Regions from separate parts of the Mus musculus genome. Here all the other regions are linked to region 4. Evidence: chromatin contacts called from public HiChIP or PLAC-seq and promoter capture Hi-C data. All regions are on one chromosome and are shown on one strand. The core of a region is the stretch at or near the end of the contact, and the rest is flanking DNA. Distances in the headings are between cores, read along the strand shown. Region 1 holds the start of Stambp (STAM binding protein). Region 2 overlaps Dguok (deoxyguanosine kinase). Region 3 holds the start of Actg2 (actin, gamma 2, smooth muscle, enteric). Region 4 holds the start of 1700003E16Rik (RIKEN cDNA 1700003E16 gene). Region 5 has its middle 6.0 kb from the start of 2310069B03Rik. Region 6 holds the start of Dguok (deoxyguanosine kinase). Region 7 holds the start of Hk2 (hexokinase 2).

What was found. HiChIP or PLAC-seq counts read pairs in DNA pulled down with a chosen protein or histone mark. Capture Hi-C pulls out chosen DNA fragments and counts their contacts.
Region 1: a promoter capture Hi-C map of liver shows a contact between it and region 4. The contact joins the promoter of Stambp here to the promoter of 1700003E16Rik in region 4. A contact is called at or near these places in 5 of 39 promoter capture datasets (the C10 cell line, cranial neural crest, maxillary cranial neural crest and 2 more), 4 of 484 Hi-C or Micro-C datasets (cortical neurons, memory CD8 T cells and regulatory T cells), 8 of 115 datasets of contacts at active chromatin or transcription factors (the 230-238 cell line, T-cell acute lymphoblastic leukemia, bone marrow-derived macrophages and 4 more) and 2 of 9 other capture datasets (adipose tissue and liver).
Region 2: a contact with region 4 is called in a FOXA1 HiChIP or PLAC-seq map of pancreatic cancer cells. The contact joins the enhancer-like site here to the promoter of 1700003E16Rik in region 4. A contact is called at or near these places in 1 of 39 promoter capture datasets (the C10 cell line), 1 of 115 datasets of contacts at active chromatin or transcription factors (pancreatic cancer cells) and 1 of 9 other capture datasets (adipose tissue).
Region 3: a contact with region 4 is called in an H3K4me3 HiChIP or PLAC-seq map of bone marrow-derived macrophages, with 4 times the contacts expected there. The contact joins the promoter of Actg2 here to the promoter of 1700003E16Rik in region 4. A contact is called at or near these places in 3 of 39 promoter capture datasets (fetal liver, frontonasal cranial neural crest and hippocampal neurons), 4 of 115 datasets of contacts at active chromatin or transcription factors (bone marrow-derived macrophages, embryonic hindbrain, fetal liver and 1 more) and 3 of 9 other capture datasets (adipose tissue, liver and pancreatic islet).
Region 5: a FOXA1 HiChIP or PLAC-seq map of pancreatic cancer cells shows a contact between it and region 4. The contact joins the enhancer-like site here to the promoter of 1700003E16Rik in region 4. A contact is called at or near these places in 8 of 39 promoter capture datasets (the 3T3-L1 cell line, hematopoietic stem and progenitor cells, hippocampal neurons and 5 more), 4 of 115 datasets of contacts at active chromatin or transcription factors (the SCID.adh cell line, bone marrow-derived macrophages, embryonic stem cells and 1 more) and 1 of 9 other capture datasets (liver).
Region 6: a promoter capture Hi-C map of pancreatic islet shows a contact between it and region 4. The contact joins the promoter of Dguok here to the promoter of 1700003E16Rik in region 4. A contact is called at or near these places in 4 of 39 promoter capture datasets (hippocampal neurons, liver, maxillary cranial neural crest and 1 more), 31 of 484 Hi-C or Micro-C datasets (the Ba/F3 cell line, the C2C12 cell line, CD4 T cells and 22 more), 14 of 115 datasets of contacts at active chromatin or transcription factors (the NIH/3T3 cell line, the SCID.adh cell line, Th17 cells and 10 more) and 4 of 9 other capture datasets (adipose tissue, embryonic stem cells, liver and 1 more).
Region 7: a contact with region 4 is called in a promoter capture Hi-C map of adipose tissue. The contact joins the promoter of Hk2 here to the promoter of 1700003E16Rik in region 4. A contact is called at or near these places in 1 of 484 Hi-C or Micro-C datasets (B cells), 4 of 115 datasets of contacts at active chromatin or transcription factors (bone marrow-derived macrophages, effector CD8 T cells, large pre-B cells and 1 more) and 2 of 9 other capture datasets (adipose tissue and liver).

What each region holds. Positions count from the first base shown.
Region 1 is chr6:83,570,592-83,573,779 of GRCm38.p6, forward strand. Stambp (STAM binding protein) reads right to left here and starts at 1,913. Exons shown (of 10, transcript NM_024239.2): 1 at 1,820-1,913. The region is part of intron 1 of Gm21284 (predicted gene, 21284); the gene reads left to right.
Region 2 is chr6:83,481,360-83,484,459 of GRCm38.p6, forward strand. It overlaps Dguok (deoxyguanosine kinase), which reads right to left. Exons shown (of 7, transcript NM_013764.2): 5 at 1-103. Among named protein-coding and RNA genes, the nearest start is that of Dguok, 24 kb to the right of the region's middle. Within about 2 kb of position 1,257, at least 105 of the 459 cell types and tissues checked have an H3K27ac peak or open chromatin away from gene starts, as enhancers often do. A contact at or near this core is called in adipose tissue and pancreatic cancer cells, where this site is marked.
Region 3 is chr6:83,534,611-83,537,735 of GRCm38.p6, forward strand. Actg2 (actin, gamma 2, smooth muscle, enteric) reads right to left here and starts at 1,641. Exons shown (of 9, transcript NM_009610.2): 1 at 1,570-1,641. It overlaps Gm38844 (a long non-coding RNA gene), which reads left to right. Exons shown (of 3, transcript XR_869202.3): 2 at 2,363-2,477.
Region 4 is chr6:83,154,890-83,157,762 of GRCm38.p6, forward strand. 1700003E16Rik (RIKEN cDNA 1700003E16 gene) reads left to right here and starts at 1,515. Exons shown (of 4, transcript NM_027948.1): 1 at 1,515-1,701. The coding sequence starts at 1,684. It overlaps Wdr54 (WD repeat domain 54), which reads right to left and starts at 1,490. Exons shown (of 11, transcript NM_001362119.1): 1 at 1,426-1,490; 2 at 1,286-1,356; 3 at 760-982; 4 at 589-651; 5 at 181-247; 6 at 33-86. The coding sequence starts at 981.
Region 5 is chr6:82,874,312-82,877,329 of GRCm38.p6, forward strand. No RefSeq gene overlaps it. Among named protein-coding and RNA genes, the nearest start is that of 2310069B03Rik, 6.0 kb to the right of the region's middle. Within about 2 kb of position 1,445, at least 28 of the 459 cell types and tissues checked have an H3K27ac peak or open chromatin away from gene starts, as enhancers often do. A contact at or near this core is called in the SCID.adh cell line and pancreatic cancer cells, where this site is marked.
Region 6 is chr6:83,505,538-83,508,863 of GRCm38.p6, forward strand. Dguok (deoxyguanosine kinase) reads right to left here and starts at 1,432. Exons shown (of 7, transcript NM_013764.2): 1 at 1,211-1,432. The coding sequence starts at 1,352.
Region 7 is chr6:82,772,950-82,775,954 of GRCm38.p6, forward strand. Hk2 (hexokinase 2) reads right to left here and starts at 1,505. Exons shown (of 18, transcript NM_013820.3): 1 at 969-1,505. The coding sequence starts at 1,031.

The sequences.
Region 1 (3,188 bases), core at 663-3,162, 420 kb after region 4:
GCTCTCACAAACCTCCCAAGAAATTAGACAAAGAGGCAGCCATGGTGGAGTACACCTTTAATCCTATCACTTGAGGAGCAGAGGCAGGTTAGATCTCTGAGTTCAAGGCCAGTCTAGATTACCTAGCAAGTTCCAGGACAGCCAAGGCTACAAAGAACAACCCTGTCTCAAAACAAAAACAGAATACGAAATGGACAAACAAAACATTAGAGAAAATAAAACACTACATACACTACATACAGGTTCTGATCAACAAATTATCCCTCCTGGCCTCATGAACACCCAAATCTTGATTTGAGGACTGACACAGGTAAAAAAAAACAAAACAAAACAAAAAACAAACAAACAAAACAAAAACAAAAACAACAAAAAACAAAACCAAAAAAAAAAACAACAAAAGAAAACCAAGCTTGTCCTGCAATTTGATGGTACAAGGAACACAGTCATTAACAGGGCACTGTGGGTTGGTCTTACTGCTACCAAGAGTTACTCTCCATCAGTAGGAGGCCCATCCAGAGAACTGCGTCTTTTTCTTTTTCTTGTTTCTTTATGCGGATGACCACTTCCGTTTACCCAATCCCTGGCAGAGTGTGTTCAGTGAATCCTCATGAACACGGCCTGGATAATTCATGTCGACCATTTCATTCCACCAGAGATGAAATGGTATTTACCGGGATACGCTTCCTCAGTTTTGAACACAAGGTTAATGCGGGGCTCCTTTCTAGGGTGAATATTCCTGACGCTGCTCACTAAACCACCCTTCACTTCAGCCCATCCCATTCACCACTTTCAGGGCCAGGTAGTTCATGCTTGGAAGCATCAATCCGTGCTTGTCCCCACAAGCCAAGCAGGGTGTAAACGGCAAAGTGACAGCACCTAGGTTGGGGTGGAACACTCTAGGAGTTCCTACTCATTGGTACCCAAACTGTAGGAATTTACATTCTTTCTAGATGTTGCTTCTGGGCTCCCTGGCACCATCGTTGCACATAATCCTGAGTGGAACGGGGTTGTCGGTGTGCACTGGATAACAGCACACCCTAGCCAGCCTGTTCTAGAATACACTCATCTTGGGTCTGAGCAGTCTTGTTTTTCCCATCTTATTCCTCGGTCAGGATTCCCATCTGCCCGGGGAGACGCAGATTACAGTGTTGTGCATTCAGCTATATCTCAGTTCTACTCACCTGTCCTCAGAGGTTGTTTTCTCTAGGCCAGTTCTGCTTTAGCTTGCCCTAACTTTGCGGTGGCATTTTGTCCACGAAGTTTCCCCACTAAACTCCCTTTTCTAGCAAAAGCCGAGGGCTGCTAGGAGTGTGGGGACATTGCGAGTGTAAAACACATCCTCTTGAGAGTGTAAATCTGCCCACGTCCCTAACCGCCGAACTGGGCACAGCCCAGAAGAGCTCATTGGAATGGGATGCTGGCCATCTGGGCACCTCTCGAGAGAGGCACTTGTGGGTAAAGAAAGGACCATCCTCCAGAAGCCATCGAGTGGCTCGGGACAACATGGGGTTCAGCAACCCTGCAGAGCGTGTGTATCGGGAGAGGGATCCAGCAGTAACTGCTGGCAGCGCCCATCTAGAAGGCACTCAGTCAGGTTTCTCCAAAAATGCAAGGCACTCAGTCAGGTTTCTCGAAAATGCAAGGAGTGTTGAGACCAGGCCTGGCTGGTCTGAAGCCAGCCCTGAAGACAGGGCCATCCCAGAGCTCGCGCGCGGCCGGCCTGGGCCAGGGACACGGACCCCACACTCACGGCCTCTCCCCGCGGGGTCCCACCGCGCCAGGATCCCCAGTCCCGCTGCATTCCCGGGACCCTTCCCACCTTTCGTGAAGGATGACAGTCAGAGCTTCCGGAAACGTCACCTCCGATGACACGCCCACTCTCGCCACTCCTTCAATTACGCTCCACGGATTTAGGACCTGGTGTGGAGAACTGGTGGGTGGGGCTGGAATCTTCCACCAATGAGAGGGAGCGCTGCAGCGCTCCTTTTGGTAAAGAAAACGAACCAGGAAGGAAAGGGAACCTAGTGAAAGAGGGGACTGCAGCAGAAACCAGTATGCTTTTCCCCCCATTAATTTATCTTTTTATTCACTTCACATCCCTACCGTTGCACTCCCCGCTCTCCCCGCCCCCCCCCCCCGCGACGCACAATCCCTCCCTTCCTCCCTCTGGATATCCCACTCCCCCTGACTGTTGCACATCAAGTCTTTGCAACGCTAGGCTCATCCTCTCCCCTCTCCCGCTGAGGCCGGAGAAGGCAGCCCAGTTATGCGAACGGGACCCACAGACAGGGAACAGCTTTAGAGACAGCCCCCACTCCAGTTGTTGGGGGACCCACATGAAGACCAAGCTGCACATTTGCTACATATGTGTGGGGGGCCTAAATCCAGCCTGCTTATGCTCTTTAGTTGGTGGTTCAGTCTCTGAGAGCCTCCAAGGGTCCCATTCTGAAGCAGGAGTTTCCTGCCAATGGCTCCTCCATCGGAATAATAGCGAATTAATATTTCAAGGGGGATCGCTATCTAGCTTGTCATTCACAGCAGAGCTGACATCGCCGGTTCAAACAAAGCATCATGGACTACCTATCTACATAGCCACCCTCTGCCAGTCGGTCCTGTTTTTGTTTTTTAAACTTACATTAATTTTTATCGTGTGTGTGTGTGTGTGTGTGTGTGTGTGTGTGTGTGTTTGCACGGTGTACTGGCTAGTTTTGTGTCAACTTGACACAGCTGGAGTTATCACAGAGAAAGGAGCTTCAGTTGAGGAAATGCCTCCATGAGATGCAATTGTAAGGCATTTTCTCAATTAGTGATCAAGGGGGAAAGGCCCCTTGTGGGTGGGACCATCTCAGGGCTGGTAGTCTTGGTTCTATAAGAAAGCAGGCTGAGCAAGCCAGGTGAGGCAAGCCAGTAAAGAACATCCCTCCATGGCCTCTGCATCAGCTCCTGCTCCCTGACCTGCTTGAGTTCCAGTCCTGACTTCCTTTGGTCATGAACAGCAGGATGGAAGTGTAAGCCGAATAAACCCTTTCCTCCCCAACTTGCTTCTTGGTCATGATGTTTGTGCAGGAATAGAAACCCTGACTAAGACACACGGTGAGGATGTGTGCAAGTGAGCATGGAACGGTAATTGTCAGAGGGACACCTTGTGGGACAGTTTCTTTATTACCCTATGGTTAAGTTCTGGGAAC
Region 2 (3,100 bases), core at 7-2,506, 330 kb after region 4:
TAATAAACCAGTCTTCGTGCTGACTATGTAGCTGTTGAAGATAGGCCAGCTCAATGCCCTTTTCTTCTTCTCTATCCCTCTGGTAGAGTCTCTCCATACAAACCTAAAAGACAATCCCCCGACTCTTACATTTCAGTCTTACAGGGCCAAGCAACCCACAAAATGTCTGGATGTCCTCTTTGGTACCATGGCCCATGACTGCACCTGCTGCTTCTTGCCTTGCTCAGGGCACTGGCACCATGTTGTCCACTTCTGCCTCAGACTGCCCTTCCTCGGAGTAGCTTCAGATGGTTAGTAGCAAACTCCATCCACCCAGCCAGCCGCACTGGGAGCCTGAAACTACCCTTCTTTGTCTTCCTCCCGAGCACATCAAGAATCCAGGAGATTCTAATCTCTCTAGCTGGCCCTGTCCTCTCACCTCTGCCTTGGCGTTCATGCTTTTCATCTGGACACTTCAAGAGCCTGCTGCTTTCTTTCTCCTGGAGGTGAAGAAGTGCACGAAGAGAGCATGGGCCTAAGAGTCAGTCATCTGTCATAGTCATGTGTGGGGCAAGCAGTTTTGGTGGGCTGCTTTTTCTCCATCCTCCACCCACCCGCAGGTAACTGAGACTGCTCTGAGGTAAGGCACATCTAGGATTGCCAAAGTCATTCTGCCTTTCCAGTTTGCCCTTCACTCCAGCCTTCTATGGTTCTTGTGCCCCTGCTTAAAATATTTGCTCCACAGGCTGCTTACCAGCTACAGGCATAACCAAAGACTTCAAGAAGTTATGAACTTGCTATCCTCCTGCCTCAGCTGTCCAGGTGGTGGGATTATATGCATGTGTCACTGTGCCTGGCTTGTGAGAGCCACTCTACTTATAAAGTGGTAAGCAATTTGAAACATCTCTAGATCAAGCACTCACTCTGGAGTAGATGAAACATCTGCATAAGTCAAATGAAATGAATCAAATGAAACCTGAGTCTTGACATGAAGGCCCCTCTCCCTGCCCCTTTGCAGAGCTTCACTCTGCCTCCACCTGCAGGTCTGAGGGTCTCTGCCCCTGAGAACTGTGATTCCTTGCCACAGCACATAAGGCCACAGTACTTGTCCTCAACTTCCTTAGTCCCTCCCTTGCTCATGGCTTTGGCCAGATTTGGCCTCCTTCCTGTGGGACAAGCCAAGCCCCTTCACACTTCAAAACCTCTGCTCCAAATGTTTGTTTTGCCTGAATTGCCCTTGTTCCTCTTTCTGCCTGGTCAAATACTTCATTAGTCAATGTCAACTGTCCTCAGAGTGTGGGCAGATTAACCCGCTGACTTAGGACTCCACCCTCCCCCATGTCCCATCTTTCCCTTAAGGAAATGAAACTATGCAAACAAATTCTCTTTAGCACCTTCCCTCCCCAACCCGCCTGCCTGCCTGCCGAGTTTTATTGTCTTTGACTTTATTTTGGGGGTAGTTCTAGGTGTGCTCCAGGCTGACCTGGAGCTCTGTGACCCGTGTTTCCTGTACCCTCCTGCCTCTGGCTACTCTGTTCTCCTCACTCACAGCACCACACGTGACTGAGCTTTCAGCAGTTTATGCACACATGCGTTCCTGACACCATCTCCTGAGAACGGAGAGACACTATCCCACGGCACACTCTGTTCTTAGGCTTGCTCTTCTCACTTAACAGTGCTTCACCGTTCTCAGCACGGTTCACACCTAGAAATCTAGCACAGGGTAGCTGAAACCTGAATGCTTCTAGTGAGTTCCAGGCCAGCTGGGCTATGAGTTTTAAGACCTTGCCACAAAAAGGCAGCAACAAAGAAAGCCAACCAGTACAGTGCTGTAGAGTAAGTATTCTGTTTTACAGTACAGTACACTCAGCCAGGTCCCCTAATAAGCACTCGGTCATCTCCAGTGCTTGGCTATTACAAACAGTGATGCACGTAACAGGGCAGTCTGTCTGTGTGCCAGCGTATCTACGGACTCAACTCTAAGCACCAGGATTAACAGGGCAAAAGGAATGAGCTCTTCCTACAACTGCCCAGCTGCCTCCTCAGAGGTCACCCATGCTACATTCCCACTAGCAAGCAGCTTCAGCTAAGGTACTTAATTTTTCCTCTGAGAGAAAAATATCTTCTGGATTAGAATAAATGAATATTTTAAAAAACATAATACAATCATGTTTTCAAATACATACAAGGACAGAACAATTCTGGTAAAAGCTATTCATAATTATCACCCAGTGACTACAGACAACCATTGATACCAGCCTGGATCTATTAAAATCAGCATTTCCCTTTTTATTATGAATTTGCTAAACTGAGCAAACTTTTCTTCCCTCTACAGTCTAGGCAAAATCCTATTTTGAATATTTGGCATAATTCTAATTTTACTGACATGATTATAATGAATGATTTTAAAATTCATGGGACAGTTTTATCGTGGCTCCACGTCATTCCAGTGCACATGGGAGTACACACTAGACTGTGATGGGAAGCCAGTGTGGGGAGAAGTGCAGGGACCCTACGTCCAAGCTTCCTGACGTGCCACGCTGTGACTGCTGAAGGCTCTGCTCACTGTGCCCTCTAGTCTCAAGCTCAGGTGACACTTGTTCCCACACAGACCCTGCACACTCTGTCCAATTGGCACTGTCCCACACAGGGATGGGTATCCTGAGTCACATGGCCAGCCACGCGCTCTCTTCTTGACTCTAAGGGTTAGGGGAACACAAGCCCAGCCATTTCTCCTCCAATTATTACTATTGTGATTCCCAGCTTCCTTGACTTTAAGGGGAGGACACATAGACAGGGGCCTGGAGCCCGTCTCACAGATCCTAAAGCCAGCATCTGGCAGGAGTCTGTGCTGTGCTGGGTCCTGGCTTGAATATGTGTCCTGTTCATCCTTTGGCCTTCCTGGGTTCCTTTATCTAACACCATCCAAACAGCGCTAAAATCTCAATTCAGTCCTAAAATGTCTCATTACGAGATGAAATACTTTAATTGGTTTCTTCTAAGGGACAATCCAGCTCCCAATGACGTTCATTATTACTACACCACCCTGCCACTTTATACAGGCCTTGAATGGATATTAAGAATGAAGGTAAGGGGGACTTGCTTGCTTTATGGATCCCAA
Region 3 (3,125 bases), core at 391-2,890, 380 kb after region 4:
GTGCTGGAATTACAGGATTGTGTAATCACACGGAAGGTGGTTACACCTACTCTTCTGCTTCTCATCCAGCCTCCCACACAGGGTCTCAGTTCAGCTCTTGGTTAGACCCTTCTTCTGACCTCCAGAATTATTGAGACAGCTGTATGTGGTGTATGCAGCCTATGGTATCTAGGCCATTCTGCCAGGATGGCTGACAACATCAGCTCCTGTCTGGAGCTATACTCAGAGGTTGTGCCACTCACACCAGAACCCAGAGCTAGCACCTCGTGCTCTCGAACCTCCTAACTCATCACAGCCCTTGTTGATTCTCCCTTTGAGACTCCCAACACAGTGGTAGCATATCTGCCCTGTGTCAGTCCTCTCAGCCTCCAGAGCAGTCCCTCCTCAGGATAAACTCTTGCCGTTATCATTAACCCTTTCCGTGCTACCCCACTGCTCAGTCCTTTAGCTTAGCATCTAACAACCAAAGGACTGACCTACCTAGCCCTCTAAAATTCCTAGGACTTGAAATCTAAATGGTTGGGTTGGGTGCTATACTATACACATTCACTCCTCACTAGGGAGATATCCTGGGTACCTATGCTATTGGGAGAGCCAATGGAAGTCACTTGGTAACACTGAGCACTAGGCTGCTTGTCTCCAAGACCAGCCTGACCCTAGCCTACCCCACTTGGATACAGCTCACAAAAGTGTGTGTGTGTGTGTGTGTGTGTGTGTGTGTGTTGCAGGGATGGTGGTCTTGACTTCACAGCTGTTGTGAGTTGCTTCACAGCTGGTGTGAGTTGCTTCGTTTTGTTTGAGACAGAGTCTCACACTGAGACCCAGGTTGTCTTAGAACTCACTAAGTAACCCAAGCTGGCCTTGAACTTTGGGCAATTCACCTGCTCTAGGCTTCCAAGTACTCAGAACACAAGCACGAGCCACCGTGATTTGCAAGTGTGCCTCTTTTAGAAAAGTTGCTGAATTGTCCTGGGCCTCAGTGACCTCATCAGAGGAGAACAAGTTAGCTGCCTTATAGCTCGAAAACATCACGAAGCCACTGGACATTTATTCTCTCACATCTGACTTTCCTCATCTCACAACAACCTTACAGCTTTCTGATAACTTGAAAGTTCTCCATTCACCTCAGCTAAGCTCAAATTTGGAGGAGAGAAAGACCAACCAAAGCCAAGTGAAGGATGTTCCTTCTTCTTCCTGATATAGGTAGCTCATGGATACCAGGGCCACTTTTGGCTATGGCCTAAACACCCAAGAGGAAGCTGCTTTTCTGCAGTTTCCCCCTAAAACAGGCTTCCTGACATGCTGGCCTCTGGTAAGGAGATCAGGACAGTTGTAGACTAGAGGAGCCATACCTTGGGGGTTCCCAGACTTCCTGTCCCCAGGCTGCCCTCTGGTCAGAAATGCCTTTCCCAGCAGACAGCAGTGTTCCAGGTATCAATGACACCAAGGGCCTTGACGTGTGACCTGGGCTAGTGTCATAGAAACCAAGCGAATTTGGAGTTCTATAGGCACACAGGAGGCCTGGCTTCCCCCAGAAGGAAGAGGCCACAGGAGCAAGTCAGTACTCACCAAGGGTGTGAGAAGTCCTTCTCCGAGAGACTGAGGGCCGTGGTGTCTTTGGCAGAAATACCAGAGCAATATAAAACCCCCAAGGCGGATCTTCTTTAAACAGAGTCCCTAAAAAGGCCAGCTGACGGTGTGGTAGCAATATTACCATATAAGGTGTTTTTTTTTTAATAAACCAGCCTTTCGGGGCGTGGATGGAGGGTGGGTAGAGTGAATTATCATTTGAAAAATGTATGCAGAAGGATTCAGTGGTAACAGACTCTGGACCATGGATTTGTTCCTTTTAGGCCATACTTGCATAAACAAAAATTACACCAGGCCTTATAAGCTGTCCAGAGTGAGGCCTGACAGGGCTGTGCTCTGGGAGAGAGAGCCATACCAAGAATGGCAGTGGCCTCCTCTGTCCCGCCTCCTTCCTCAGGCCCTCCGCCTGCTGCCTCAGGGTCTGCCTGAGACATTCATGCCCACAGAATCAGTGCCATTGTGCTTTGCTTTGTCTGGGGCAAACGCAGAACAGCAGAGGCTGAGGGGAAATCCCATCTGCATTTGGCAAAAAAACCCCGTGTGCCCCAACTGTCTTGATGCTCTGGGGTCCCCAGTCACCTTCAGCTTCCTCTAGATCATCACACTCTCCAGGTCTCCTCCCTGGAGTCGCTCTGCCCGTCCCCCAGGGTTGGGAAAAGCAGAAGTGCTGCCTCAAGAACGAGTACACTAGGCAGGGCTCACGAGCAGGAGCGAGTTTCCAGAGTCTTGGGTTTCTGACTTTTCTTGTGTAATTCTTTCTCTCCCTGGGCAGCTGTTCCATGTCCCACAGTGTCTAACACTAGCTCTGTGGCAGATAGTCTCAACTTCACACTTCGTACCTGATCCAGACCAAAGTGATCAATTGCAGATTGGAGAGCTGCATTCAGGTGAGTGTGGGTCCTTCAAGCTCAGCGGTCCAAAAACCTGCCTTCCTATCCTTCAGACTGCCACATCCCGATTCCCTCCCTCAGAGTCTTTCCTCTCCCTCTGTCCTTCAAGAAAGCCAGTCAGTCTAGGAGTCTCTCTCTCTCTCTCTCTCTCTCTCTCTCTCTCTCTCTCTCTCTCTCTCTCTCTCTCTCTCTCCCCAGGCACCTGGTCACTGTTCCATGAATTCTAGGCCAACCTACACATAACAGTTTTAAGATAAGAAGCAGTTACAAAGGTAGAGACAATTTATAAAAATGTCAGAAGGGTGCAAGGTAAGGATTGGAGAGAAGAAAGGGAAGGAGGAAATGATGTAATTATATTTTAATTAAAGAAATATGAGCTCACACATGAGCACACAAATAAGTGTCAAAGTAAAACAAGGCCTTGCTTTGTAGCCCCAGCTGGTCTTCTGAGTACTGGGATTACAGGCAGGCATGGGTATCCGCACACCCTACATCTTATTTAGAGGTTTTTCTTTAATAACGTTTTCAGTAATGGAGAGAACAAGGGAGGAGAAAAACAAGGATACAGGTTTAAACAACAGGATTAAATCCTACTTACGGAGCACAGGGGCAGATGTGAAATGATCACTATTCTCCCCCCAGCTG
Region 4 (2,873 bases), core at 265-2,764:
ACAGGCCCTAGCCCTGTCTCTAGTCTGCTCACCCACACAGATGAAGTGGACGCTGGCAGCAATTCCTCGGGCAAACATAGCCTGTACTGAATACAAAAGCAGCTCTCAGAAACAGCACTTCCCCCAGCCCCAGCGAATTCTCCCAGCCTCCACCCCTGCTCCACATGGTCCTGAAGGTACCTGAAGAAGCATCGCCTGAGTCCAAGGCGTGCCAATAAACCATGACGGAGCCATCAGACTCATACATCTGGAAGATGGGGGCAAGGATGAGAGCAAGATCCAGATGACCCTTGTTGAGTTCTGGGCACTTCACCCAGCCAGGTAAGTCCATTGGAATCCTCAAACTCTGTTCTGGGAGGCAGGCACTATTCTTATCCATAGTTTTCAGAGGAGGACACTGAGGCTACCCGTGCCCAAGGGTCACAGAGTTAATAACAGAAGCAAACTGCTGATGCAGAATTGAAGAGTGAAGAAAATGGAACAAAAGAAGACGAAAAATAGAGGCAGAGTGGGCTGCGCATGTGACATCTAAAAGTGTTATTGGGTGGGGGTGGCGCTGGAGAAAGGGCAGGAGGGTTCTATTCTCACCTGTATCCCTCGATGCGAGGTGAGGACCAGCAGTACTCTGAAGGGGAGGACACACCAGTGAACCTGGAGAGACGCGCATCATAGAAGAGGACATAAGGCGTCAAGAGGATAGGTATTCAAGAACAAGGATCGCACTGATTTAAGCAACACCTCTTTCACTCCTTGCCTTACCTGAGTGATAAGTGGGGGACTCACTCCAGCACCCTCTTTAACGTGGAGCTGGCGCTGGGCCAAGGGCACACCCTCAGGGGCAGCACTGAGAAGCTGGGCGCTCGGTCCATGAACCACCCCAAAATGCGTGAGATCACGGGCTGGCAGCTGCAGTACACTGAGGTTGTTAGACAGGGCGGCGGCAGAGCTACGAAGTGGGATGGAGCGCTCGCGGCGGAACATTCTGAGAGAGAGAGAGAGAGAGAGAGAGAGAGAGAGAGAGAGAGAGAGAGAGAGAGAGAGAGAGAGTCCTAGAGTCACGGCACGACAAATAGGGAGAAGGCCACTGGGGACACTGGGACAGGGGAGAAGGACAATGAGATGCAACCAGGAGACACTGAGAGAGACCCTTGATTGATAGGATCCCCGAGGAAAGTGATGGATAGTAGTCACAAGGAGGAGAGGATCCCACGGAGCTGGAGAGAGCCCCAGGGTTGAGTGTTGCAGCCACCAGGGAATCCCGCAATAAGAATGATGATGTAAATACCTGCTAGTACGGAACGTCTCAGCTAAAATGCAGAATGTGGTCTCCAGCTCTTCTTCCCACAGCTTAGCTACCTGAAGGCCCACGCCAAGGTTAGAGGTCACACCTGCAACCCACCCCCACCACCCTCAAGTGTGCCTTGCCTGACGCCGCGATCCTAAGGTCCCTCCAAATCCGCCGCCACCATAGAGACGACGCACCGACGCACGGCCTCTGGGCGTGGCCTGTGGCTGGAACTTGCGGCGCGCAGCTACGCGGTTACCAAGCAACCGTGGACCACGCCAGGGACCCTCAGCGGGGCCTGGTTGCCGAGGAGACCGTTGGGTCGCGGCCACTGCAGCTACAACGATGGAGGGTCCTGAAGGCAGCTGAAACACCGCCTTGGAGTGACTGTCACGAAAATGAGTCACGAAGGCTCGGTGAGTTTCAGCTAGACTTAGGGAGTGCGCAAGAACTGGGGTTGGCCGGTATCGAGGCAGTGGACTAGCTCTAGGTTCGAGATGGGCATGCCTGTACCTCGGTCCCTGAGGGAAAGGGTCAACGGCTGGACCAGGCCAAGGGCAAGCGAATTCGGAAACAGCTGAACCACTAGTGCAAATAGTAATTCCTTTCTGACCAGGAACCCGTGTTGGTGGGTAAACCAGAGGCACTAGGAAGAGGGTCTGATGGATGAATCACTATCTTGACAATTTCAGGACTACGAAATGGATCAAACAACTGTGAGGGTGACCTTAAAACTTACTTTATTATCATTATTACTTTTTTTTTTTTTAAATCGAGACAGTCTGATTATATAGACCATATTGGCCTCCAACTCAACTCTGCCTCCAGAGTGCTGTGATTAAAGGAATCACATGCGCAACCATGGCTTGCCTTTTATTTTGAGACAAGGTCTCAATGTGTAGCCCTGGCTGGTCTAGAACTCACAATATAGACCGGGTTGCCTTTGAACTCATAGCTTCTTCCCATACCAACACTCTCCCATCTCACTGGTCAAAAACCAATTACCTTTAAGTCAAAAAAAAATTTTATGTATATGGGTGTTTTGTCTGCATGTGTGTTTGTGTACTGTGTTCATGTCTGATGCCTGCAGAGGCCAGGAGAGAGGATCAGATCTCCTGGAACTGGAGTTACAGTTTGGAGCCATCACATGGGTGCTAAGAATCAAACCCAGGCCCTCTGCAAGAGCGGTCAATGTGGGGTCAACTCTCTTACTCCCAAAGTCAAGGCATTTTAAAAAATAAAACAGATTGGTAGGACCTCGAGAAAATGAAAGAGTAAAAAATATCTCTGTTCTCTTGTGTTAAGTGCACGCCACATCTCTGTCCTAGCTGTGGGGGGAGGCCTAAGGGATCGGTTCTTTGGTTTTGCGTTGGCTTTGGGCTTAAGGAAGCAAAGCTTTAGATGGAGAACTAGGCAGCCGCTTGGTTTCTGGGAATTCAAGGCCAGGAACTGAGAATGTAGAGAACAGAAGACACCGGATTGCCTGAGAGAATGAATATTGGAGAATATAAAATAGGAAACAATTAGGTAGATAGATAAAAACTTATATTTGGAGGTAGATTTTGGAAGGAACCATCTTCCTTCATGG
Region 5 (3,018 bases), core at 195-2,694, 280 kb before region 4:
GCTGGAAACCGTGCTTGGGTCCTCTCTAAGAGCAGTCCTCGCTCGGGCACTGAGCCATCTCTCCAGCCACTGTTGCTTAGCCTCTTAATTAACATTTGTGTGTGTGTGTGTGTGTGTGTGTGTGTGTGCACCATATACATGCATGGTACCACAAAGGCCAGAAGAGGGCATTGGATTCCCTGGAACTGGAATTACACATGGTTGTTAGTGGCCATATGGGTGTTGGAAATCAAACCCTAGTCCTCTGCAAAAGTAGCCAATACACTTAACTGTTGAGCCATCCTGCCATCCTCCAGGCACCAGAGTTTTTTGTACTATTTAGTAGTAGTAGTAGTAGTAGTAGTAGTAGTAGTAGTAGTAGTAGTAGTAGTTTGAGTCAGAGGTTTTCTGTGTATCCCTGGCTGACTTGGAGCTCACTATGTCAACCATGAACGATCAGAGATCCATCTGCCTCTGCCTCCCAAATGCTGGGAGCATAAAGGTGTGACCTACCAAACTTTATGACTCATACTCTTTTGTTCATGTGTGTGGCATATGAGTGTGTGATGCATGTATGTGGGTGTGTGGCTGTGCACAGCTTAACATACATGTTCAGAAGTCAAGGCAAGATAGTAGGCGTTCTCCTCCATGCCTCTCACTAAGGAGTTATTGCCTAGAAACAGAGATCTCTCACTGAACCAGAAGTGGCTCTCAGGGTCATCTGTCTACACACACACACAGACACACACACAGACACACACAGACACACAGACACACACACACACACACACACACACATGCACACAGAGCAGTGGGGTTATAGGCACGAATAGCCATGATTGACTTTTTACATGGGTTCTGGGAATTCAGACTTAGATCCATCATTCCAGAGCAGGCACTCCCACCCATTGAGCCCACAGTCCAGTTCCTGATATGTGAGTTTTAAGCTGAACTTTATTTTTATAAAGGGCACATGTGCTCACAGTTGAAAGGGTGAAGTAAAAGAAAGGTAAGCCACTCTGGCTTTCTGAGGAAGATATCTCAGGCTGGGGTGGATCTTCCAAAGCCAAGCGGGGCTGGATTCCCTACTTTTCTTCTCTTGCTGTCACTGAACACCTGATAAGAAACAACTAAAAGGTGGAGGGTTTGTTCTGGGTCAATTTGAGGTGGTTCAGCCCATTAAGAAGAGGAAAGCATGGTGACAGACAGCTTTATGGTGACAGGTGCTGTCACTGGGATCTGCCCACCCTGGCCCCACCTCCCTGACCCACTTCCCTTAGCTAGGCTCCAGCCCTTTAAGGCTCCATTGCCTTCCACACCAGCCACACCAGCTGGGAAACCAAGTGTTCAAACATGAGCCACTGGGGGCACATTTCAAACAAAGCCTCTTTGTCTAACGTTGTGTACGTCTTCCTGATGGTTTATCCAGAGAGGGCGGGTCTGTAGGAGCAACCTGTAAAAGTAAATGGAGAAATGAAATAAAGCAAAGCCTGCCCATCGTTCAGTGGCTCTGCCTGAACTGTGTGCCTCCTCCTTGGCTAAACAGAGAACTTCCAAGAACTCTCTGTGTGGCAGCTGTTGGCGTGACAACTGGTGTGGCTCGTGGGACAGGAGCCTTTCCCAGAGCTTACTCTTGACACCACATTTTCTGCCCCAACACAGACTCAGGGTCAGATATTCACTTCCAGGGTAGTGCCTTTAACGCCAACACTCAGGCAGAGAGGCAGAGGCAGAGGCAGAGGCAGAGGCAGAGGCAGAGGCAGAGGCAGAGGCAGAGGCAGAGGCAGAGGCAGAGGCAGAGGCAGAGGCAGAGAGGCAGAGGCAGAGAGGCAGAGGCAGAGGCAGAGGCAGAGGCAGAGGCAGAGGCAGAGGCAGAGGCAGAGGCAGAGGCAGAGGCAGAGGCAGAGGCAGAGGCAGAGGCAGAGGCAGAGAGGCAGAGGCAGAGAGGCAGAGGCAGAGAGGCAGAGGCAGAGAGGCAGAGGCAGAGGCAGAGGCAGAGGCAGAGGCAGAGGCAGAGGCAGAGGCAGAGGCAGAGGCAGGCAGATCTTTGTGGGTTCGAGGCCAGTCTGGTTTCCATATAGTGAGTTCCAAGCCTACATATTGAGACCTGACTCAAAAACAACAACAAAAAGCTTCCCAATGTTGTCCTTGCTTATGTCTTTGGCCCCTGGCACCCTTTTATCTTCCTGGGTTTGAAATGCCTGGTCTCATTCCTATTCACTATAGAGTTGCTAAGATTTCTTAGAAAAAGCATCACAACTGAGTTCAGGGATTTATTTTCTTTTCAGTGAATGAGTGTTTTGCCTGTATGTATATATGTGTACCACATTCACGCCTGGTGCTCAAGAAGATCAGAAGACATTGGATCCCCTGGAACCCAAATTACAAGTGGTTGTGAGCTACTGTGTGCGTGTGCTGGAAATCAAACCATGATTCACTCTGCAAGAGCAGCCCGTGCTAGGAACTGCTAAACCTTTGCTCCAGACTATCTTTTTTTATTTATGTTTCAGGAAGTCTGTGAAAAGGTTTCCAACTATCTTCCTTTAAAATTTTTATTTTATTGAGACAAGCTGTAATGTGGTCCAGGCTGGCATTGAAATCAATACATAGCTAAAGATAACATTGGATTCTTAATCTTACTGCCTCTACCTCCCAGTGCTAAGATGACACATGCTTACAACTACCCCCAGCATCCTCAAATACCAACATGTTTTCTAGCCAGAGTACATCTATCAACACTGGAAAAAGTCAATTAAATAATACCATCCACTAAACTACAGAATCTATTAGAATTTTGGGGGCCATAGAGATGGCTCAGCAGTTAAGAGCACTGGCTGCTCAGGTTCAATTCCCAGCACACACATAGCAGTTCACACCCACCTGTAGCTCCTGTCCCAGGGCTTCTGACACCCTCACACAGACATACATGCAGGGAAAATGCCAACGAACAGAAAATAAAAATAAATTATATATTTAAAACAGTCATTTTTCCAATTGCCCCACTATTATTTAGTTTCTAAAGCTATCTTTTGAAAAAGC
Region 6 (3,326 bases), core at 182-2,681, 350 kb after region 4:
CATCAATAGCTCATCCACTGTTTATTTACCCCGCTTAATTAATTTCTGTAGCTTTATTATGTATCACTTCCTATTAAAGTGCAGAATTTTTATTTGATCTGGTCATGGCTGTATCCGTAGGGTCAAGGAACAGTGCCAGCACAGAGAAGACACTCAAAGGGCGATTTGCTGAATGAATAAAACGAGAAACTATTTGCTGCTAGAATGTCTTGAGCAGCCCACACCTGATAGCATTATCAGCATCTGTGCAGAGCTAAGTACCCTCAGAATTCAGCAACAGTGAGTTGAGCCATTTTCCTTCCATGTTGCTTTTTTGTTTTTTAAGATACTGGGTTACTTATAACAAAATATATAATAAGTATCTATTTCTAAATTTAAGAAGCATGATCCTTCCTAACCAGGCAGGCAACTTTCTGTGAGTTTGAGCCCAGCTTGGTCTAAATAGCAAGATCCAAGCCAGCTAGGGCTACACAGTGACTGTTTCAAAACAATAGAACACTGTCATAATAATTTGTAGTGCAATTAACATGGGGGTACAGCAAAATAGTGAAAATGGAATCTGTTAAGAATTGATCTAAGCCAGGCGGTGGTGCCACATCCCCTTAATCCCAGCACAAGGGAGGCAAGGGGCAGGCGGATCTCTTCTGAGTTCTAGGCCAGCCTGGTCTACAGAGCGGGTTCCAGGACAGTCAACGCTACACAGAGAAACCTTGTCTCAGGGGAAAAAAAAAAAAAAAAAAAGTCTAAATAAACAATGGCTCATTTTTTAAGTGTATGCCCCAAATACTGCATGTGACACACCAAAATTATCTTAAACTATGTAAACTGGACATTTATTTTTATTTTTGCTAAATCTGGTGATGCTATTTTAGGAAAAGAACCGGCACACTGTCGCATCTATTTCTAGCGAATGAAACATGCCAGTAAACCAGTATAATTCTGGGGCTATCTAAAGCCTGCGTCAGGCTATTACGTCCCCGTGGGTGAGTAGGTGGGCGGGTACTGGGGCCCAATGTCTCCCAAAATCAAAACCCGCGGTGCACTGTGGGAGAAAGGCCTGACATGCAGAACCGGCCGGCAGGTTGGGCGGTGGCAGCAGAAGGGGTCAGGTGGGCAGGGTGGGACAGATCTGAGGCCAACTTCTTTTCCCAGCCTCTCAGCCACCTACTCGGCGGAGGCCAAGGCTCGACAGCCACTTTCTGGCCCTTACCGATGTTGCCTTCAATGCAGAGCCTTCGGGGGCCGCCCCCGTCGTGCATGGCCCTGGCGTGTGGCGCGTCCACGAGCGCGTTCCGCAGCGGGGAACGGAAAGACGCTCGGAGACGACGCAGAAGGAACCGACCTGCAGCCATCCTACCCAAGCCGAGCAAGGCGGGCACTTCCGCCGAGAGCACTTCCGCCTGCGATCAAGCGACGCCAGCGCACCTTTGACGTCAGAGGGCCGTCAGGCAGGAAGTGGCTGGTTTTAGCTCTCTAGGCGGGTGAGGCCGCAGGAGCTGCTCTGTTCTCGCGACATTTGCAGGGACGATGTGGGAGTGTCTCGGTGTTGTGGTGTAGGAGGGTGTGCTGAAGTAGAGTTCAGGCGTCCGTAGCCCTCTCATCGTTTTAATTAATATGTGTATATTGCATATTAGTATGGTGTACAGGGTGAGTCGCAGGACAGTCAGGGCTACACAAAGAAACCCTGTCTTGAAAAACAGAACAACAAAAATCTTGTTATACTTATTTATTTTGATATTTTGAGACAAGGTCTCATGTAGTGCAGTTGGTCCTCCTGCCTCCCCGTCCCAAGTGGTGAGCCTACAATGTGTGTTCCAGCATGCTCATTACGTATCATTTTACTTACTCATTAATGGCGCACTTGTAGAGGTCAGGACGACTTATAAGAGTCTGCTCAAACTCAGGCTATCAGTCTTGGCAGCTAGTGTTTTTACCTGCTGAGCCGTCTCACTGGCCCTAAGATAAATGCCTTCTTCCTCCATACTTTGGGACTTTATTGCCTACAGGAAGAGACTGGACTGTTTTAAGCAGGAAGGGAACAATCCAATAACTTACACAAGTAATGTTTCGCATCCTGTGTAACTGTCAGCACAATGTTGGACCATTTATTTTATCACACCCCATTTTATTTTGACCTTTAAATAGGTAAATGTTCACTTGGAGGAATCTCATCAGGATAACGAGTTGGATTAAGCATGGTATTGGCTCTGTAAGAATGAATCCTGGAGAGGAGACATGTACAGGACTATATGCAGTGAGTGAGGGGAGAGGAGGCATGGAAGAGACTTTCTGAAACATAAAATCTACAGTCCTGCAGTTGTTGGAAAGATGTGACCTGTGGAGCCTAGCACACACAAAGCTGTGGGCTGGATCTGGAGCAGAGAACTCCAGTATGGTGGCACACGCCTGTAATCCTAGAACTTGAGAGGTGGAGGTAGGAGGCTCAGAAGTTCAGTCATCCTTGGCTACACAGTGCATTGGAGGCCATCTTGGGATGTACGAGACTAGCTCAAAAAGGAGGAGGGGGCTTGCAAGTTGACTAAAGGCACTTGCTGCTAAGCCTGTTCACCACAGGGTCACAATCCTCAGGTCCCACGTGGTGAAATGAGAGAACCACCACCTGAAAGGTGTCCTCTGACCACTGCACTTAGCCTTGGCTACAACAACTATAATCTAGGTAGGATTCTCGTGGAGATCGGAGCCGCTAAATTCTATCCATTGCCACTGCCACACACCAGTAACCATCACTGTGCAGAAATACCGATTACATTTCTTTGCTTGTATAAAATCAGAGCTGGGAAATACTTAACTGCCCCTGTCCCCCAAAGAATGAGAGTCTCTCTGTCCTCGGGGTCATTGTAATTGAGAGGCTGAGTCAGGAGTAGTGTTGCCAATTCAAGCCCTGCAGGTCAGCCTGGGACACAGTGTGAAGCCTTGCCTTAAAGAAGTTTATGGTTATTGAGATGAATTAAGCTGGAGAGACTGCTCAGCGGTTAACAGCACGACTGCTCGCTCTCCCATAGGGCCGGAGTTCAATTGTCAGCAACCATATGTTGGCTTACAACCATCTGTAATGGGATCTGATGCCCTTTTCTAGTGTGTCTGAAGAAAGCTATTGTGTGTGTGTGTGTGTGTGTGTGTGTGTGTGTGTGTGTGTGTGTGTATACACACACACACACACACACACACACACACATGACTCAGCATGGGACTAGAGAGATGGCTTAGCCGGCTGTCCTTCTGCCTCAGCCTTCTCAGTAAAGGCAGGTCATCATGCCTATCTATTTCTTTTTTATTTTGGATTTATAGAGTGAATTAATGAACCA
Region 7 (3,005 bases), core at 255-2,754, 380 kb before region 4:
GAGCGCTCCGGGCCTGGCTCCGGTCCACCCCCACCTCTCTAGCCCGAAGAGGAGAGTGAGGCTCCAAGCAGGGCCGGAGGCGCTTTCTTATGTAAATGGCGCGCCGAGAGAACTGGAGTTTGCCGGGAAGGCAGAGTGAGGTGGGCTCAGGAAGGTCAGAGCGACTAAAGGTTCATTTTCAGAAACCAAGAAAACAAAACAAAAACAAAAAAGAAAAAAAAGAACTCTGGGGATCGTGGGGTGGGAAGATGAGTCCATTCCGTGTAACTTTTAGTTCCAAATCAGAACATACTATCCAAAATCCGCCCTCAACTCGGCGGCCAGACACGGGGACGAGGCGGGGCGGTCCCCAGGAAGGTCTGCTGTGAGGGGGCGCCCCTTTCGAGCCTCAGTTCCGGGCAGTTCAGTTCCGGGGAGGGGGCGCGGCAGGCTAGTCTTTCTGCGCCCTTTCCCGCTCCTTCCTGGGTGGCTCTCTCCCCCACCCCACCCCCGATCCACCCCCAAGGAGCGCCACGAGGAACCGAAGGCCTCTTCAACACATCCTTAAATTCAAGAGGGCCGGGCCCCAGCTGCTACACGCTTCCACCCCGCCTCCTCCCCTAAGCAGGATTCTTCCCCACGTGCTCCTGCCGGAACTCGGGGCTGCAGAAGGGGGCTCCTCCCACGTGGGCGCAGCAGTCTCAGACTACGTGCAGGGCGGCCGTCCCATCAAGAAATTAGGGGCTCTAAGGGTGGGGAGGGTGCGCGCAGGTCCCGGGTAGGTGGGACTATCGATGGTGAGCGGTCGGGCCACGAGGGTGCCTAGCAGACGTGGCTTCTCGCGCGCAGGACTTTCCCAGCTACCCAGACTGGTTCCACGTCTCCAGCCCCGAAGGAGGAGGAAGCAGGTCCTCTGCGTGCTCCAGATTCCGGGAGAGCACGCAACTTGGTCCGAAGCGAGCCAGAAGCTCCCGCCCGTGCCGACTTACCTTCTGCACTTGGTTTTGGTTGAGCTCCGTGAATAAGCAGGCGATCATATGCGAGGCGATCATCTTGTTGCGGCGAGTCGGGGCCAAATAGAGAAACCGAGGCTCGAGCGCTACCGATGGAGCAGGCAGCGCTGTCCGACCGCTTTGAAACCAGGCCCGGGTGTCCGGCTGGGATCGAAGACTCCAGGAGCCACACAAAGAAGCTTAACCACGATGGCTCACCAGCTGAGGGCCTCAAGTTTCCAGAAACAGGGTTTTTTTTTTTCTTTTTTTCAATTTTTTTAATCACAACTACTAGAAGGTACCCTAAGTCTCACTCCTGCCGACCGGTCTAGCTGCTTAGCGTCCCGTCGCTAACTTCACTCACTGGGTCACTAAGGCTCAACTTCGGAAAAAAATGACAGTTCTGTTCCAATCCGGCGATCGCACCTATCAGAGTCACTGGCGTGATGCTCCTGCCCTCGGATCTCCAAAGCAGAACAACTCCGGGTAGCCTGTGGTGTCCTGAGACTCCAGCACTGGAGTTGGTGCAACAATGTGGCTTATTGAGGGGCTGCCGGCTCTTTGGGCCGCCCCGGACAGTGACGTGGATGTGCTCATTGGCTGCGGGAAGAGGGTGTGTGCGCTCTTCGGCTGTCCGCCCGCGGTCCACAGCCAATCAGCGCCTAGAGCCCGCGGGCGCGGCTGCTCCAGCACCCAAGCAGGCGGCGGGAGAGACGCGCCCGAGGCTAGGGGCGGAGCTGGGCGCCAGAGTTGGGACGTGTGTTCCGTGGCTAGAGCTCGGGACTCCAGGGCGCATGAGCCACCGCCGCGTCAGGCTCAGCTTCGGGTGGGGGGCGCGTGATCGCGGACCCAAGAGATGTTGGGCGACTGGAAAGACAAGTGATCGTAGCAGCACACGCCATAATCTGGTATCTGGGGATCATGTGAGGGGCTGCCACTGCCCTGTGACAAGTCTGAAGCACCGTGATTCTCATCTTAATTGTAGCTCAACGAGTCAGCGGATCCCTGAAGCTAAGCCATTACAAAAGTCAGCCCTTCTTAATATCACACCAATATAGCATATGGATTTTACTAACCCCGTTTTACAGATTGGGGAACTAGGCACTGTGCTGTTAGTGAGTTTTGCCCAAGGTCACACCCCTAACAAATGGTAGATGAAGACAGGAACACATCTTACTCTGAAATGCAATTCCCCCACCCCCGGTATATTATCCAGCCTTTCTTGAAGCCAGCAAAGGCTGGAGAGAAACTTTGTTTGTAGCTGGGACTGATAGATGGGAGGAGAAAGGGCACCTGTAACAGCTTGATCCTAGGCTCAAGTGGTGTGAAATGGTTTATAGATGCTGAGAAGAGCCCGCCTCGACCTCAGCTCATGCCTGACACCAGACTCTAAGTTGACATTTATGAGTAGACGCCATCAATATTGAAATAGCACCTCAGATGACATGAAGTTGGTGCTGGTGGAGAATGGAAAGCCAGGAGTTTGAAAGTTACATGGAAGGAAGATAAAGCCTACCATTTCCAAATAATCTCACTCCCCAAGCCCTCTCTCCACCTCCGGAGTGGCATGTGCCACTACTGGGGATCTAACATGGGACTTTGTGCGTGCTAGAAAAGCACCCTGCCCACTGAGGTACACCCCAGCCCTAAAAAGGCTCTGCTCCACTTTCTATGATGTGGTTCATCTATTTCCTCTCTGGGTGATCCCTCTTAGCGCCATCGTCAGCAGTTACACCATCCGCACACAGGTAACTCACAAACCTAATCTACAAGCGAGGACTTTCCCCAGGGATTCTGGCTTTCTTAACCAGCTGTCATTTGTCATCCCTGTGGAGGTGACTAGTGTCTCACACTTAACATGTACTAGGCTGAACTTCCCAGGGTCACCCCCCCCCCTTTTACCAATTGTCTCCACAAATGACGTCACCATCCATGGTTTTCTCCCTGCTCTTACATCTATTCACACCATCAGTGAACAGTTAGTCTAACTTAGCAAATCAAAGAGGCCAGACCCTCATAGCCAGGCCACCGATG